Regions from separate parts of the Pan troglodytes genome. Here region 1 is linked to region 2. A link is a contact called in public Hi-C data. All regions are on one chromosome and are shown on one strand. Each heading gives the region's core, a stretch centred on a gene start, on an enhancer-like site or on the middle of the called end of the contact. The rest is flanking DNA. Distances are from core to core; before and after follow the strand shown. Region 1 holds the start of C1H1orf21 (chromosome 1 C1orf21 homolog). Region 2 overlaps C1H1orf21 (chromosome 1 C1orf21 homolog).

Evidence for each region. Hi-C and Micro-C count contacts between places; a contact is called where the count stands out from the background.
Region 1: a contact with region 2 is called in a Hi-C map of stem cell-derived neural progenitor cells, with 2.2 times the contacts expected there. The contact joins the promoter of C1H1orf21 here to the enhancer-like site in region 2. A contact is called at or near these places in 1 of 7 Hi-C or Micro-C datasets (stem cell-derived neural progenitor cells) and 1 of 1 datasets of contacts at active chromatin or transcription factors (stem cell-derived excitatory neurons).

Annotation. Positions count from the first base shown.
Region 1 is chr1:64,708,315-64,712,458 of NHGRI_mPanTro3-v2.0_pri, reverse strand. It overlaps C1H1orf21 (chromosome 1 C1orf21 homolog), which reads left to right and starts at 2,297. Exons shown (of 6, transcript NM_001242610.4): 1 at 2,297-2,650.
Region 2 is chr1:64,520,704-64,524,841 of NHGRI_mPanTro3-v2.0_pri, reverse strand. The region is part of intron 3 of C1H1orf21 (chromosome 1 C1orf21 homolog); the gene reads left to right. It also overlaps the pseudogene LOC107969548. Among named protein-coding and RNA genes, the nearest start is that of EDEM3, 180 kb to the right of the region's middle. Within about 2 kb of position 2,296, at least 3 of the 24 cell types and tissues checked have an H3K27ac peak or open chromatin away from gene starts, as enhancers often do. A contact at or near this core is called in stem cell-derived neural progenitor cells, where this site is marked.

The sequences.
Region 1 (4,144 bases), core at 1,048-3,547, 190 kb before region 2:
ATCTTGAGTAATCTAAACCTAGCTTTAAAAGTTCGTAGTATAGATGTTCTTTCATCTACACATGTATGAAGTGCTTCTTCTGTGGCCTTCGGTTAGTTCTAAGGATATCAAGCCAAGCAAACCCCATAGCCTTGCCCTCAAGAAATCTACAGTACCAAGCACTGTCTGAGCCCTGAAGGGGTACACAGGTCAACATCACAGAGCTCTGTCTATTCAGGGTGGTCTATGTAGATGAGAGAAGGAAAAAGGAGGGGGAAGAACAAAACTTATTGTGCTCAAAGATCCTTTTATATGGATGTACACACACACACACACACACACACACACACCCCTCAGTTATGTATTTATTTCATTTTACCACAGGCAAAAGTTTCAGGCAGGGCATAAAAACCCAAGGGAAGAGTGGATTACATTTGAATAAATCCATCAGCTGTGTCCATTCTCCTCCCTAACTTTTCAGAAGGAATGGAAAGAGAATAAAATTCTACCAAATTTGAGTTTAAAATAATCAAGTCTGAAACAATAGCTTCTATTTATTGAGTTCTCACCCATGTGTCAGGCACTATGCAAAGTGTTTTACATGCATTGCCACCTCGTTTTTTCTTTTTACTTTCACAAGCTTATGAGGTAGGAACGATCATTATCAATGCCTTTACAGATGAGGAAAGAAAGAAGAAATGAAACAAGTCACCAGTGGTGCAAGGGATGGGGCTGGCTGCCCCTGATTGAAATCTCAATTTGTCTACCCTCCCTTCTTAACCGCTCCTTTCCAAGAGGCTAGACTACAAAAAATTTGGGCTCCAAGGAGAAGTATGAACCAGAATATGGATATTTTGTAAAAATGGAATGTAAGTTGAGGTTCCTGAACAATGTGATGTTAGGCAGGGTGCGGTGGAATTGGCCTGTAGTCCCAGCTACTTGGGACGCTGAGATGGGGAAGATCCCTTGAGGAGGATCTCTTGGGTTCAGGAGTTCGAATCCAGCCTTGGCAGCAGACCCCATCCCTGAAAACAATAAAAGTTAAAACAACAACAGTGGGATACTAGTCTTTTAATTTGAAAAAAAAAAAAAAAGGGTGGAGAAAGGGAAAACCAGTTTTCAAAAAAGGCCAATTTCCTAGACATTAGTGGTTGATTACTAACTCATTTCATTAAACTAAATTATGAATTGGCTTTTCTCGTCAGTGTCACCGCTCTGATGGCGTTCTTTTCCATTTTCCATCTTCACCCTGGCCGAATGTGGGAAATGATCTGGTTTGTGCATAATCCGCGAGGCCCAGGGAGGATCTTTTGCCCCTATTGTTTTCTTGGGTGTTCTCACTCTGGGGGCCTGACATTCCTCGCGTGTCTAAGGCAATGAGGGAGCAGTGAAGCGCGGGGAAGCCGCACAAAAGACATCCAAAGGCTATCAATGGAAAAAGATCAATTAGGTGCACACAAGAAACACCCAATATGCCAGGGAAGAGAAAAATACCCTTTTCCAGAGGGTGGGAAATTGATCGAGCTTCTGTGAGGGTCCACAAAGAACTGGACGGATGCAGTGGTGGATGGCGATCTCTCTGGACCACTCCGGACGCGCCCAGCAGACGCAGCCTACGCCTTTAGGTCCTAGGAGGCTGAGAAGGGTGGGGAGAGGGGCGCAGCACGATCTTGTGTCTTTCCTCCCCGTGCCGCCTCTACCGAATCGCGGATGCTTCATTAATCTTGCAGGCGCCGCAGCTCGGGTCAGTATGGAGGCGGATCGGTGGCAGGGCCCGGGCCTCTGGGCTGCGCCCGCCCGTTCAGCCTGGCCCGGGAGGGGAGCGGCCGCGCGGTGGGCCAAAGACGCCCGGCCTTCCCTCCGTCTGCTTCCAGCAGGCACGGCCGGGAGGCTGGGCTCAGGGGCTGACCCGAATCTCCCCTAGAGCTGGGCCCACCCGGCTGCCCCCCGAGCAGCCTCGCCGCTCCCACGCCACGGCCCAAGTGACAGGCCCGGGAAGGCCGGACGGGACGCAGTCTTCCCGCCGGGGTCTTCCCTCCGGCTGGCCGGCCGCTGCAGGGCGCGCGCACACACACACGTACACACACACACACACCTGCCCACACACACACACACACACACACTGCCACCTCCTTCCCGCCCCGCAGCCCTAGCAGCCCCCAACCCGCTCCCCAGCGCGCTGCGCCCCGGCGGCCTCCGCAGGCCCCGCCCCGGGGAGGAGAGCCAGGCGCGCGCTGGAGCTAGGCTCGGGGAGGGGCCGGCGGTGGGGGAGTGTCTGCTGCCCCCGCCCCTCGAGTGAGTGACTGAGCGAGGAGCTCCTCTCCCTCGCTCGCTCCTCGCAAGCTCCCGCTCGCTCCCTGCCCACTCCCGGGGGGACGTTCCGTGCCGCGGCCGCCGCGGCCGCTGCTTCTTTCACACTTTAGTTGGGAGCTGCGCGCCGCGCTCAGTTACTGGAGAGCTGGCCGCGCGCCGCCGCCTCCCGCACGCTTGCACGCGGGCCCGGCTTCGGGGTTTTGGGTTCTTACTCCAAGCGGCGGGGAGGAGGGGGAGCCCCGGACACACTGTGGGAAGGAGGAGGAAGAAGAGGAGGAGGGAGGAAGAAAAAAGACGAGGAGGACAGGGGCGGGGGGCGGGAGGCTTGCCACCTTCAGCCCCCCCGCGAACGCCCAAGGTAAGTGTGAGCCATTGCCTGCTCTGGGGCGGGGGGAGCTGGCGGTGCAGCCCGCCCCGGCTCGGCTACCCGGGCATCCCCGGGTGGGCAGGGAGGGAGGCCTGCGGGGTGTCTGCCGCACGGAAGGGATGGGAGCCGCGGTCGTGGCGCTGCCTGCGCGGGGCCCGGGCCGGGGCTGCTGCTGGTGCGGGGCTGGCGGGGTTGCTGCCAGGGACGGAAGCTGGGGTGGGGGAGCCGCGAGGGGCGTCTGCCGGCCTGGGCGGAGGGGCTGGGATGTGGTCGGGGCTGCTGACGACTTTCGTCACATCGAGGCCTGGGTGGCTGGTGTTAGACACCCCTTCCTTCCCACCCGCACCCTGCCGCCCTCAGCCTTCCTGCTCTCCTCTAGCTTTGCATGTAGCCACCGTACTTTGCAAGCCAGAGCTTGAAAGGAAAAACACAATTTAGGATCCTTTGCTAAGTATCCAAGTCCCTTCTCCCGCTCCGACTGATTGATGTGTTTGTGTGGGTGGTTTGACCCCCGGGATTTCTGAAGTTTTGACCTTTTTGGGGTGGCTTGTTTCGTTGCATCTGTTTGCCCACCTCGGTGTATTTATTATTCGTGCCCATGCGAGGCAGTCAGAGGGTGCTTGGTTATTGTACACGAAACAGATTTCACTCTCCTCTGCAGGCAGTTCGCGAAGTGCCGCCGCCGAGGCTGCCTTTGGTCTGCTGGTTAATGTCCTTTCCCTATCATCCACCCTGCTCCCTCCCTCTACGGAGGGTTAGTTTTTGTTTTTGTTTTTGTTTTTTCCTTTCCACTTACTGTTTGTGTGAGAGAAGTCCTGGGCTTATTTCTCTTCTAAAGCTCTGAATGGCTCAGGCATGTCGGTAAAATTTGGGGTGGTCCTCTTTGCTCCAAGAGTTGCATGGCCAAAGATAAAAATATGCACACATAAACACGCATTAATTCTGAGAGACGGCAAGCAGTTTGAGAGAGAAATAATTTGTTTTCAATAGGAAGTCGGTGACCTATGGGATCTCTTCCATTGCCGGTGGGTTAGGAAAATTGTTTTAAAATAGATAGTGCTTGTGTTGTCCGTGGCTGGAAGACAGCCATAGTTCAGTTACTGAAGCAACTCTGAAAGTGATACACCCTGGGCACCCAGAACCTCAGTAAAGACACACGTAGTCTGACTCAGATGTTAGGAAGGGGACTGACACACCATAGATTCCATGGAGTATTTCTTTCTTTCTTTTTTTTTTTTTTTTTTTTTTTTTGTAGGAGACTGTCCAGACCGTTTGGGGAAATGACAAGTTCATTACACAGACAGATGTAATGAACACCTCCCTATTCAAGGGGATGGGTTCAGCTTCTGCCTAATAGGAATAACCTTTTGATTTGATAGAATTGGAATGTACCAGGATAGAAACAAACATAGGTGGAGTGGGCCTGAGCTACTTCAGCACTGTTGTGGGGAGAAGGTGATGTTTCTGAAGGGTCTTTTAAGTTCA
Region 2 (4,138 bases), core at 1,047-3,546:
ATCGATCAGAAAACCTTGGAGTTTGCTAAAGTCATTGTTGAAGATGATCATTGGTAAAAGTTTCTACTGCATTATGGTATAAGCCAGGATCCATGCAAGATTTTTTTTAAAAAAATTATGCTTCAGGCCAGGTGCGGTGGCTCACGCCTGTAATCCCAGCACTTTGGAAGGCTGAGGCAGGTGGATCATGAGGTGAGGAGTTTGAGACCAGCCTGACCAACATGGTGAAACCCCATCTCTACTGAAAATACAAAAATCAGCCACGCGTGGTGGCATGCACCTGTAATCTCAGCTACTCAGGAGGCTGAGGCAGGAGACTCACTTGAACCGGGAGGCGGAGGTTGCAGTGAGCCAAGATCACGCCACTGTACTCTAGCCTGGGAGACAGAGCGAGACTCCTTCTCAAAAAAAAAAAAAAAAAAATACACTTCAGTCAAGTGGATGCCACCTTGTATGTAAGTCTCATGGTGTAGGCACTCTCTCAGCCCATGATCACTCTGGATGCTTGCAGAGATCTTCTGTCAGAATCAACTTTGTTTCTAATGGAGGAAAAAAAACTATTTTAATATAGTCATTATTGCTGTATGTCATTGTAAACAGCCTATTAACCCTTTTCCATTTACCCTGAGAATACTCACTGATGGCACTTGCAGCTGCAGCGTTTACCCCGAGATAACTTTCATCATGCAAAATCTCTTTTAATATTATTTTCACATCACTCTAGTATATCGACTTTGGAAACAAAAGACATCATTCTATTCATACCATTCTGTTTTTAGTAGTGGTATTTCCATTTACAAAATACAGTAATTCTCAATCACTTAAAATGTCAAGTCCTAGAAAACGTAACATTCCTACGCGTGATGTTAACATCATTCTCGAAGAGTTCTTGGCCGAAGATTCATTTGATGAATCCGATTTTTCCGAAATAGACGTTTCTGATGATTCAGACAATTCTGATGTTAGTTTTGTTTAGAAATAACTCCAAAAACGGTTTGTGTATTTTATTTTCACATTGAAAGTCAGATTTGCTTCAGCCTCAAAGAGCATGTTTACGTAAAATTAAATAAGTGCTGGCAGCGAGCTTCACTTTTTTTTTCTACACAGGAAAAGCGTTAACAGTTACTTTGAAAAAATAATATGATAAGTGGTGAATAATGTGGAGTATTGGTGGCCTGGAATTAAAAATTCAACCTGGATGACAGGTTCATTCATACCCCAAACCTCAGCATCAAGCAATATATCCTTGGTACAAACCTTCACATGTACCCCCTGAATATAAATTAAAAGTTGAAATCTTTAAAAAATTAAAAATAAAATAAATAAAAAATTCAAACTGCCTTTTACTTCAAAGTAGAAATGAAGATAGGCCGGGCACCATGGCTCATGCCTGTAATCCCAGCACTTTGGGAGGCCGAGGCAGGCAGATCACCTGAGGTCAGGAGTTCGAGACCAGCCTAGCCAACATGGCGAAACCCCATCTCTACTAAAAGAAAAAAAAAATACAAAAATTAGCTGGGCGTGGTGGTACACGCCTGTAATCCCAGCTACTCGGGAGGCTGATACAGGAGAATCGCTTGAACTCAGGAGGTGGAGATTGCCGTGAGCTGAGATCACGCCACTGCACTCCAGCCTGGGTAACGGAGCAAGACTCCGTCTCAAACCAAAACAAAAAAAAGAAGTGAAGATAATATATACCTTGGAAACATCGGAAGACTCAAACATTTTGTGATTCTAAGTGATTGTGAAAACTCTGATGTCAGATGCATCTGAAAAGTTTAAATTGTTTCATGAAATGTGCGTATGGAAAAAGTAATACTTCTAAATATGATTTTCACATAATATGTGAACTTAAATATATATGTCACTGAATTAACAAACCATATAAGTAGTCAGCTGAAGGTTTCAACCACATCCCTAAAGGATTATGTATTTATGTTTGCCAAGACACATTTCTGAGGATCTCATTGGAAAGACAGGAACCACTTTACATTTAGACCTATATGATTCATTAAAGCTCCTAATCATGTTCTTTAACTTTTTTTTTCTTTGCCTTTTACTCAAGTAGGAAAAGATTTTCACTTAAGTGGAGAGGCAAGGAATAAGGGCAAAAGGAAACTGGCTCTTAAGACTGACTTGACTAGCAGGACCTAGGGCGTGAAAAAGAATGGAGAGAATGTGCTTATTATATCTTTAATGAACCCTTAATTTGAAAGCCTCCTAGTGAAAGAGCCTCAGAGGGAAGAGCCGTAAGAGCAGCAGGGGATGTGGCTCATTTGTTCTCACTCTTTCTCCCTGACCAGCAGCTGTCCCTGTCGGGCTGCGGAGGGCCCAGTCCTGTCACTATCCCGCATCCACAGGACGAGCTCAGCTCGCGTGTCTTAGGGGAATGCACACCAAATTTGAGGGCAAGTGTGAAGAAAGAAAGTATGGGAGTTTTTAAGAAAGCTTCTAAAAGGCTGAAAAGATATGCAAATGAAGAAACTCGGGGCTCAACACACCACTTTAAAGGACTACAGGATCAATTCTGTTTGCAGAGTTTAGAATGAAGATATTTCTAGCAGTACATTTCTCAAAAAGGAAAGAAGGGAGAAAAAAAGAATGGCACTTAGTCTCTATTGCTAAATACCGTATTTCAATTTTGAAGAACATTTTTAACCCAAATTCTAGCTACAACCAGTCTCTTCCTAGCAGCCTTGGACTAAAAGTACCTCAGAAATAGAACAATGCCAGATTTGATTATTGACTGTTCAGATTGTGTATAGAAATCTAGTGACTGGCTCCACATTGTAAAATAATTATAGCACAACAGAGATGACTCTTGTATTAGTTAAAAAGCCAAGAAGATGAAGGGGTACACTGTTAAAATATTGACTTCCCTTCATTTACTCTGACTTCTGATGGGAAGAGGTTGCAGAGGGGTATGGAAGAGGGTGTATGAGTAAGGACCTAAATTTACAATTAACCAGGACTAATCATAGAAGTGCTAGAAGAAGTAATAAATGAAAACAATCCATTTTTTCCATTAGTGAAAAACTTAAAACCCCCTGTATGTGAAAACACAAAAAGGTAAAAAAAAAAAAAAAAAAAGAACTTTAAAAAAATCATAATACATGCAACAGAATCCATACATTTTATATCTATGTATACTAATAGAAAAAAATTTTAATACAAACAGTTCATACCAGATGAATTAGAGAGGCTTTAACTATGGCTTCTCTTCTCCTAGCAAACCCCCTGACCCCTGCTAAGAGACCCCCCAACCCCTTAATACAGTGTAGGCGCCTGACTAAAGGTAGGCTAACCAGTGTTTCCCTGGGATGCTTGTAATTGATACAAACAGGAAGACCCTCTTGCCTGTTGGGCCACAGAGGTGGAAGGATTGAATCTGGGGTTGCCAGGAGGTCATGAAAAAAAAATGAAACCAAAGTGACAAGCAAAAATGGGAGACGGGGACAGAGGGCATTGCTTGACTCCCTGAATCCAGTCAGGCCCAAGCCTGATCAGCTTCATTCCTGTTAGGTAAACCAACATATCACTTTTCTGCAGAGGTAAATCAAGTTGAGTTTCTGTCACTTTTTTTTTTTTTTTTTTTTTGGCATAGAGTCTCACTCTGTCACCCAGGCTGGAGTGCAGTAGTACAATCTCAGCTCACTGCAACCTCCACCTCCTGGGTTCAAGCAATTCTCCTGCCTCAGCCTCCTGAGTAGCTGGAATTATAGGCATGCGCCACCACATCCAGCTAATTTTTGTACTTTTAGTAGAGATGGGGTTTCACCATGTTGGCCAGGCTGGTCTCGAACTCCTGACCTCAGGTGATCTGCCCACCTGGGCCTTCCAAAGTGCTGGGATTACAGGCGTGAGCCACCGCACCCGGCTTCTGTGGCTTTTGAGGGAAGGAGTCCTAACTGCTACAGAACAGACAGTTCTCAGAACCTTCTATCCTCTCACTGTCTTGCCAGTTCCTCTGCTCTGTCCTCATTGGCACTGCCGTGTGCATTGCCCTAGCCAACTGAAATTTCTTCTCCCTCTATTGTCCAGGGTCCTCTCAAGCCTCCACTACCACCCAGCTTCAGGCCCACCCTTGTGTAGTCACAGTCTATGGCAATGCTCAACTAAACTGACTGTCCTGTTTTCC